Regions from separate parts of the Arachis hypogaea genome. Here region 1 is linked to region 2. The links are chromatin contacts, called in public Hi-C maps. All regions are on one chromosome and are shown on one strand. The core of a region is the stretch at or near the end of the contact, and the rest is flanking DNA. Distances in the headings are between cores, read along the strand shown. Region 1 holds the start of LOC112723129 (protein DEHYDRATION-INDUCED 19). Region 2 holds the start of LOC112723119 (pumilio homolog 24).

Region 1 (4,739 bases), core at 531-3,030, 150 kb after region 2:
ACTAGCTACAATTTCATTGGTAAGTTATTATCAAGAATAGCAGACATCAGTAACCTCTGAACGAACTCAAACCTTGGATCTTTCTCTGCTAGATGGTTGTCCAATGGTTGCAACGGTTCAGGTTCCCTGAACAGCATAAGGAAAGAAACAGCTGTGAAGGACGATCTTGACAGTAAGACTAAACATTGTCATATCAACCTGAGATTCCAAGCACGAAAATCCTTTGATCAAACATAAAATACCGACATTCCTACCTTTCCAAGAAATCGTCTTCTAAACTTTGCATTTCGATAGCTTCCAATGGAGAAGGTTGTACTTGTGCACTGCATTGTTCGTCAGCTAAAACTCGGGTGGAAATAAATGATGAGAGCAAAGGATCAAGCTCAGAGGGAGCTATGCATGAAAAATCTCTTAATAGGTGTTTCCGTATTTCTTCATCCAGTTCTTGTCTCGATGTAGGATTCGGGCCTCCAGTTCTGTACCTTCTTTTGCGCTGCACGTAATTTCTGGTCAAGGAGAAACTTGTAAAAACCACACCAATTATCCATCACATCTAGCAAGAAAAAGAATAGTAGTTGGAATGAAATATACCATATCAAAATATATCCCCGGATTAATGTGGCTGGTGCAATTAAATAAGAGTGGATCCAATTCAGCAGCAGGTGAAAACTAAAAATAACCAAAAAATGGAAAGAATCCCAGCTTCTAAAGGATATTTTCAGAAGATCTCCATGTTCTTTAGCAATATGACCGACAAGTTCCATCCCAAACGAGTCTTCACAAATTGGACAGTCCTGAAAACATAAGCTGTGAAATTTCAACGAGGAACATGAATGTGACTACCCTAAATTACCTAGACAATAATAATGATCCCAACTTAAGTGGATAAACATGATTAAAAACGAATCCAATTTGCATGGACCGATGACATAATTATTTCATATGGAAACTTTTTCAAAAATAAGTTGATTGATGTAATCTAAAAAATTAACAGTTATAAACAATTCATTTCCGTTTTGATTATCACAGTCAAAACTCCTACCTACAAATGCTACAGTTCCATACTTCCACTCCATTCGTAATTAAAAGACCGCCATAGCAATTCATAAAAGAAGAAAGTAAAAAACGCTAAAGAACTGGAAGGAACATCAAAGTTTCAGAATAACACCATGATCATTATTAAAACAAGAAACAACAAATTGAAAAGGAGCTGCACACGTACAAGAAATTATTATGATTACAAAAATAACAATAATAACGGCAAAGGACATCGGAATTAGAACTGAAAGAAAGAAAGAAAGAAAGAAAGAGAAGAGAAGAGAAGAGAAAGAAGTGAATACCCCATTGGTGAGATGCCGGGGATGCTGATCATGAATGTGGTAGCTAAGTGCATCGGCGTCGTGAATTTCGCCGCAAAAAGGGCACATAAACTCCTGCTTCGGCCTCAAATCATCATCCACCGATTTCTCACCGAGGACCAGATCTGCGAGCAGATCTGCAACACAATGCGATCATTGACTGATACAATGAAGAAACGACGAAAACAAAAGAAGGAAAAAGAGCTAAGAAAGAAGAGAGAACCGGCAAGAGATTGAACATCAGTGCTGCTGAAAGTAAAGGAAGGATCGGGTTCCATTCTTGAATTCTATTCAGTTCAGTTCAGTGTTCAGACACACTGGTAAGTAAAACCCTAACTACCTCAGCGAAGAGAAGAGAATGCAGAACGCCACGTGTCTCTCACATTTCCGAATCACACTTGAGAATTCTTAACTAACTGCCTCTCAGGCTCTTACCGTTCAGCTTGAGGAGACACCCGCCAATTTTCCCAGGAAAATATTTTGAATACTTATAATTTGAATGGCATATTTTCCAATAAGCTCTCGTAGCTCAGTTGGTTAGAGCACCCGTTTAGTAAGCGGGAGGTCTTGAGTTCGACTCTCAACGAGAGCAAGTTTTCAAATTTTTAATAGGCCTCTGTTGAGGTCCTTCATTGGTCTTTTTTTTTTTTTTTTTTTGGCAATCAAAGGACCCAGCCCAATATCCTTTGTGAGGTCCAAAAAAGAAACGAACAAAGCTGTTGAGATAGTGCATGTGACCTTTTACATTTACCGATTTACCCTTTGCAAGACATGGTCCAATTATTTTGGCTTGCTTTCTTCCTTTTCGTTTTTGGACTTTCATTTCATCAATCATATTATCATGAGGAGATAGAATTGAACCCTATGATTGTTCCTCCTGGATTGACACATATAGAAGGATGATGTAATATTCGTTAGCTAAAAGGATATGTTATTCTAATCATGATGAGGGAAAAGCAAATGTGGACATTAATATAACAAACGTCAAAGAATAAATTTCAAAGATAAAAGTGAGCGACAATTACAGCATAAATCCATTTTCATTTTCTTTCGTTATCTTCAAATCCAAAAGATAATGGTAGCACAAGAAGGTAAGCAAGGATGAATAACAAACATGTCAGGCGATGGTTATGGTTTGCACCACGTGCACTGGATCATCAATACGTGTTGTACGAAAAGCGCTAACACACTGCAAGCTACTTGTTCACTTTGAGATGCTACGTACTTAGCTAGCTTTATGGGAAAAAAAAATGTTGCCGATTCATGATCTTGATTTATGTATATCAAATTAAATTATATGAAATTAGAACCAAATTGGGTTGATCTAGTGGTTAGCTCACTAACCCGTTTAAGTAAGTGTCGCGGGTTCGCAACAGATTAATCTTTAGAACAAAATAAAAATATCATCATCTAAATAAAATAAATTAAATAATATATATTTATACACAAATATATTATAATTAATTTTTTTATATATACAGCAAAATGCGAAACCAATCTCCCCGGGGCGCATAGTTGCTGCTGAATTGAATGTTCTTCTTGATTAATTTATAGATATGCTATAGAGGGTATGAAAGATAACAATAATGAGTTACATGTAATAATACTGCTTCTATAAAAAATTTAAACAGATAGAAATAAACAATGACTAATTATGCCTGTAACAAAGAAAACCAAGCTTAGTAAAGTGGACAACCTTAGCTTTTATGAAGAATTGAAGATGCAACTTTGTCGGTGGACTAATATGTTTGCCTTATTAGACGACTCATAGTTGTATAGATAGGCGTCACGTTTTTGGTGTTGAAGAACCATTTAGTCATGACTATTCTTATTTGCTAATTAAAAAAGAGAAGAATACTTACATAGGGGTTTATTTAATTTAGGGACTGGGGGGGTTCAAATAATTCAAAGGACCACCACCACATGCATGTTTACCTTGTTAGCTTTGTATTGTGAATTTTAAGAGCAAGCACCACTCACAGAATCATTATTATTGTGTGTTTGATTCGTACAAATGAAACGTTGGCATCACACATGTCAACTCATGAATAATGACGAAGGAAACCATCTCCTTTCTTGTCAACGAGACCTTTCCTCTTTTCTTAATTAGTTAGCCTCCCACTTCAACTCTTTTGACCCGTCTCCATACACACACATGACCAATAGAGAGTTAACAAAAATTATTATTTTTGTCTAATAATAAGTTCATAATATTTAAAAATATAAATATATAATTAAGTTATTAAACTAAAAAATTAAATTGATAATTAAAAATATTATTTAAAAATAATAAATTTTATTGGCTCCTAAAAATTTATATATATAACATTATTTTTATAAAATAATCTCTAAATTATAGAAGAAAATTAAGGTATGTGTATGCATATGCATATTAGAAAGAGGATTACTGTTAAAATATTATTATTATATTCAATAATATGATGTCATAATTGTATTTTTATTCTCTTATAAAAGGGTAATACAAAAAAAAGTGTAAATATGCTACGCTTTTTAAATGTAGCTTAAAAAAAGTATTGTTGAATGGGTATTTTTATTTAGTGTGTGTACTTTTTTTTAGGGGTTGGTTAGATTTTAAGTCGAGTCCACAAAATAATATATATATACTAGCTTATTTAAAAAAAAAAAACATTCGTTATTAAGCAACATAAAATAAGGATAGAATAAAGATAGAATAAGGACTAACATTTTTCCTCACAAATTAGTAGCAACATAAAATAAGTGAAGAAATTCTATCATTTATTAAGCAGTCATTAATTCCTCACTAAATAAACTTTTGATTAGTGACTCAATTGCGACCAATTACTTCTAACATTTTCTCAGTTAGCATTGGATTTGTTATAACTCTGCGACAGATTTCCAACGAGATTTGCGAGTAATTTGCTACAAAATAGGTAGGATATAGCTTTTGCTTTGCGACAATATTGCAGTTGGCAAGTCTCTCGCTAAATTAAACTTGCGACAACTTAGCGATAAATGTATTTCGCCTGCTAATCAGCAACTTGAAATCAGCGAAAGAAGTGTGTCAGTTGTTAAACGGTCGCAAATTTCTCGCTACTTAGGTCCTAGTCGCTCAATATCTATATTTTCACTTTAGCGACTAATTAGCAAGGAACACTTCTATAGCTGAATGTTTATCCGTTACGACGAGTTAGCGACGACTGTTTTCTGTCGCTACCCTAATTTTGAATTTTACAATATTATGCGACAAATTAGCGAGAAACTAGTTGCTCGCTAAAAATAAAAACTTTGGTGATAAATTAGCTAGGAAATTGTCAATCGCAAAATTCATTTCAAGTCTTTGTGACGGATTAGTTAGTAATATTGTTCCTCACTAATTAGCCTTTTCCCACAAAGTTTATT
Region 2 (4,786 bases), core at 429-2,928:
ATTTGAATTGCACAGGGTACAAAATGTTAACAGGTGACAATCCTTATCATGCTTTAAAATTAATACAAAGCCATGAAAATAATATTTTTGGATCTTTTTTATTTTTTTTTTCCCATCTGATTTATTCACACGCGAAGCAAGCTAGATTCAAACTAAGCTTCGTGTGAATATACTGCTAGACATACAACACAAGGAAAAAAGGCAAAAACCATTCCACTTGTTAAAACTTTGAATCTGAAACATGAGGTAAACCATGAACAACTGCAAAACACTGATACATACCAACTGACCCAACCATGTGGCGAAGAAGAGGAGCAACATGACCACGAAGAGTGGAGATAAAGCCTGCTAGTTGTTTCTTGGAGGCTGAAAATGTGGAAGGATCACGGATAAGGAAAAAAGTAACATATCACTAGAAACATATTTCAGGTTGACTATTACCATTATCCAGCATCTTCTTTACTAAGTGAACAGAATACGCATTGTACGCTAGGGATAGAAAATGTGGCCTAAGTTCCTCGAACACTGCATCTCTTTCAGCTTGTGAGCAATGCTTGACACAAGTCTACAATTAAAGAGAGAAATAATTGAAGATATTAAAACTGCCAGCTACTCTGAAAGAATGTGAAACCAATTTTTCCTTTACCCTTAAATAGAGATAGAAATTCAGCAAGTTAGCAACATTATATACCTGAAGAACCCGAGAAGAAATGTGAGACCCTGCAATTTCAGGAATTTTCCCCTTCATCTTTTGCAGAGCTTCTGTCACCAGCCTTGAGTTATACAAAATTCCAAAGTAAAACATGAGCAAGAGAAAGAAAACAAAGATAAGGAATTTCATTACTGAAAATCTTTCCTAAATATACATACTTGGCTCTATCCTCTTTGGCAACCTCATGACGCCTCATCTTTTCCCATAGGCGTGCAAGCTCCTGTTTACGATTATTTATTTAATTAACCATAATATCCCAAAGCTGTAAAGATTTTAACTAAACATATCAACAGAATCCAAAGCTTAAAGTTAAATCCCAAATATGAATAAATAAATACACGATGAATGAGCATAAGTACTCACTTGCTCAAGAGTGAAATGGCGCTTCCTCTTCTTTTTCCTAGCCTCCGCAAGTTCCTGAAATCAAACAACAAAATGTTCCACCGATTCAATAACAAAACACAGATTCAAATGCATTTGAAAGCAAATTGGTAACGTTTTAAGACCTTAGCATGAAGACGACGTTCTCGACCTGTAAGGGGAGCCTTCTTGGTCTTGTCTTTAGGAACGGCGTCTGGTTTGCGTGTTTTGAGGGATTTGAAGGGTTTCTTAGAGGCAGAGAGTTTAGGAGCCTTAGAAGGGGATTCATGTGATGCTTCGGCGTTAGAGCCCGAAGCTGGAATCCGCTTCCTCTTCTTGGTGCTTCCATCGTCCTGCTTCTTCGGCGCCATTGAAACTCAATCTCTGAGCCCTGAAGTTGAGTTTAGTTGGAAGAAGAGAGGGGCTCTGTTACGCAGAGCATGAAGCTGGGGTTTTCGACTCCTACCACTAGGGTTTATCTAAGTACCAACAATTACTCATAACAAATAAAAAATCACAACAAAAATATTAAAATTAAATACTGATAAAAGGTATTTCTATTTTATTTGTTCTGCAAATGCAATGAATCAAATGAAAATGATTATGTAATTTGATCCCTTTTTCTAAATAAAATATAAACTGAGAATTTTTTTTCCCTTGATACATTTCAGACTTGTATAAAAAAAAAATTTAAAATTCTGGATCTTGTTTTATCTATAAATTTTAACAAAAATTAATCTAACTTAGAATTTATTTATTTTTTGTTTTTTTCAAAATTTTGTGAATTAAAGAAAAAAAAAGAGTAAAAACAAAAAATATAATTTTATTTTTTTGGTTTTTTTTCTATTTTTTGGGTTTTATTTTTTTACAAATTTAAGAAAGTAAAACAAAATAAAAAGACAACCCAAACATTTTGGAGTCCAATTACATTAAAAGGCCCAAAACAAACTAGGCCCAAAATAACTTAGCCCAACAATAGATGACGAAACTGTACTTGGACTTCTTTTCCATATAATTGAAAATGTATAAGATTATCTGTGGTCCACATTGCCTAATCTTCTTGGGCATGCATGTCTCTGACAAAAACTTTAAAAATAAAGATAGAATTGATTCATGCCAATATGCCATGGTGGTACGATTCTAACAAAGTTGGGTTGCACTTTCCACTAGCATCGACTAGTCCAACAACATTTGGTGCACGCATGATAAGTCCCGGGAATCGGAAATTTAAATTTGGATGTGAAGTCCACGTTGCTGTGTCTCTCAATTCTGAGGAGTAATTAGCGGCAGTGAAAACTGAAAAGAAAGTTCATTGCAGGATGAATCAAACAAAAAACATTCCATTACAATTATTTGTTGTTGTTACTTTTAGGCATGGTAGATTTTGGCGTGATCCGCGGCATATATATCTTGTATTATTTTTGTGGTCATGCATAGTAGGGGCTATAAATTTCGGATTGATACTGAAATGTTGTGGGGTTAGAATTAGAAACCACAATATGTCTATTTATAAAAATATTATTTACACACTAAAATCAGTCATTATATATTTGTGTATAAATATATGTATAGTACTATAGTTTAACTCATTTTTAATGTGTATTCTACCTTAATAATTAAACTTAGTAACTGATTTTAGTGTACACATAAAGTGGTTGTCTATTTAATATATGTTTTATATCGCATGCATGCAGAGTGCAGAATCGTGTGAATTTAGCAGCAAGTGTTTTTTAGTTATTTTTGGTACGTACATTGAACCACAAAATCTTTATTTTGTGTTTGTGTTTGTGGTCCTGTGACGGTGTGACCACTAAGGTGTACATTTAATTTAATGCTTAATGTTTTGCTTGCTTAGGAGCGCTAGTCAAATAAGTATATATATAACTGGCGAGGCTCAAACTCAAGATAACTTAGTCCTCCCCATCCACCATTATTGGTGAAGCAAATATTGGTCCACCTCACTATCTAATATCTATCCATTGACCGTAACATGTGTCATGTTTTATCATCAACTGAGCATAGTAATTAGTTCTATTACCCCCACCTTGTGCACCAAAAAGAATTTCTTAAATATTTCAAGAATAAATAAGAGTTTTTATTCTGTTGCATTCACAGTTTGATACCCAAAAAAAAAGTAATTTTTTAAAATTTGAAAATTTAAGTTTGAACATATTATTATTCTCTTTGCCTAAGAACAAGAAGAGTTTCCCTTTTGAGTTTTCACAGTTTGCTCCCTATGTCGTTTGTACAAACACACGAAGTAGGAACATGTGGGTTGCTGGCAATGTGAAAGCACGTAATATATATAGTTAGCATGTGGTTTGAACAGGATGGGAGTACCACCCCACCTTTTTGGCTTCTTGTATGCTCGTCTTTATTATGGTATTGGGCTGTTGCCTGAATATGGTTTAACAATCATAGCATGCCATGTGGATAATAAAAAATTAACATTATATTTAGGGATGGCAGAAAAAACTCGAATTCACAGGGATTCGCAGAAAAAATTCGCAACGGGAAACAGAATGGAAATTCGCGAAATTTCCACAGGGACCGTCCCCATGAATAAACGAGAATAGAAGTGGAGATTGAGTTATCCATCCTATGGGGACCGGTTAAATTCCAACTAGTGTGAAATTATTAAAATATCATTTATATATATATATATACACTAATTATTTAAATTTGTATTATTATAGGAAGGAGTACTATTATTGAATTATCATCGTCAATCAAAATTTGTTATATTACTATGTTAAAAATTTTTTTATTTTATTTTATTTTAATTTGTATGTGGGAGATTTTGAGTTTATGTTATTATGTTGAATGTGTTTGAATTGTTTTTAATTTGATACATTTTAGTTAAATTATAAATTGTAGTTTTTTTTTTCATTTTTAAAATTTAATATTCACGGATACCTACAGATATCTGCCTATCCCACGGAAAAAAATAAATGGAGCCCTTGATAGAAATGGAGCGGGGACGAAAGGCAATTTTCTAAACGGGGACGGGGAATAGAGAGAGGGTTCCCGCCCCATGGATACGCATTATCATCCCTAATTATATTCAACCTAATTCCACCAGGTAGACAACGAGGGTGTGAACAATATAAATAACGGGCTGCATCCTGAGGCCTAATAACCATGAAAAAAACATCCCAACCTGATTACTCATTTTTATTCCGAATTTCACTTTTATCTTTCACCGTTTCCATTACCTATTTCCACTTTCACCTACCCTAAACCCTATTTTTACCGCAGTAATTCCACTGTCGCCTTCCTTGTCACGTTGCTTACCATCGCTAGCAACAAAGCTTCTCAGCGCCGCCCTCACCCACTGCAACGAAGCCAGCTTCTCCTTTTCTATTATGCTGCTGCCCCAACCCTCTGCCTCTGTGCTCCCTGCAACCGACGCTGCCGTTACACTTTCTTCTTCCCTGCATCACGCCGCCCCTACTCTCGACGTTGCCGCTGCACCTTCTTCTCCTATACGTGTCGCCACCCTTGTTCTCCTTACAAGCGATGCTGTCGCTACGCGCCTTCTTCTCCCCTTCGCCGTGCCGCAACCGTGCTCTCCATAAGCAATACCGTCGTACGTCCTCTTCTCTCCTGCGTCATGTCGCGTGTTCTGAACGAAGAAGCTGGTCCTCTTCTCTCCTACGTTCGGTCCTCGTCTGCCTATGGTGATAATGAATGTTTCTTTTCATGTTATTGGAC

The links. Hi-C and Micro-C count contacts between places; a contact is called where the count stands out from the background.
Region 1: a contact with region 2 is called in a Hi-C map of leaf, with 9 times the contacts expected there. The contact joins the promoter of LOC112723129 here to the promoter of LOC112723119 in region 2. A contact is called at or near these places in 2 of 8 Hi-C or Micro-C datasets (both in leaf).

Annotation. Positions count from the first base shown.
Region 1 is chr11:142,314,298-142,319,036 of arahy.Tifrunner.gnm2.J5K5, forward strand. LOC112723129 (protein DEHYDRATION-INDUCED 19) reads right to left here and starts at 1,781. Exons shown (of 5, transcript XR_003163032.3): 1 at 1,582-1,781; 2 at 1,341-1,495; 3 at 592-794; 4 at 255-506; 5 at 1-126. TRNAT-AGU (transfer RNA threonine (anticodon AGU)) reads left to right here and starts at 1,877; the gene lies at 1,877-1,950.
Region 2 is chr11:142,166,599-142,171,384 of arahy.Tifrunner.gnm2.J5K5, forward strand. It overlaps LOC112723119 (pumilio homolog 24), which reads right to left and starts at 1,679. Exons shown (of 17, transcript XM_025774360.3): 1 at 1,219-1,679; 2 at 1,076-1,129; 3 at 871-932; 4 at 692-773; 5 at 442-565; 6 at 283-366. The coding sequence starts at 1,443.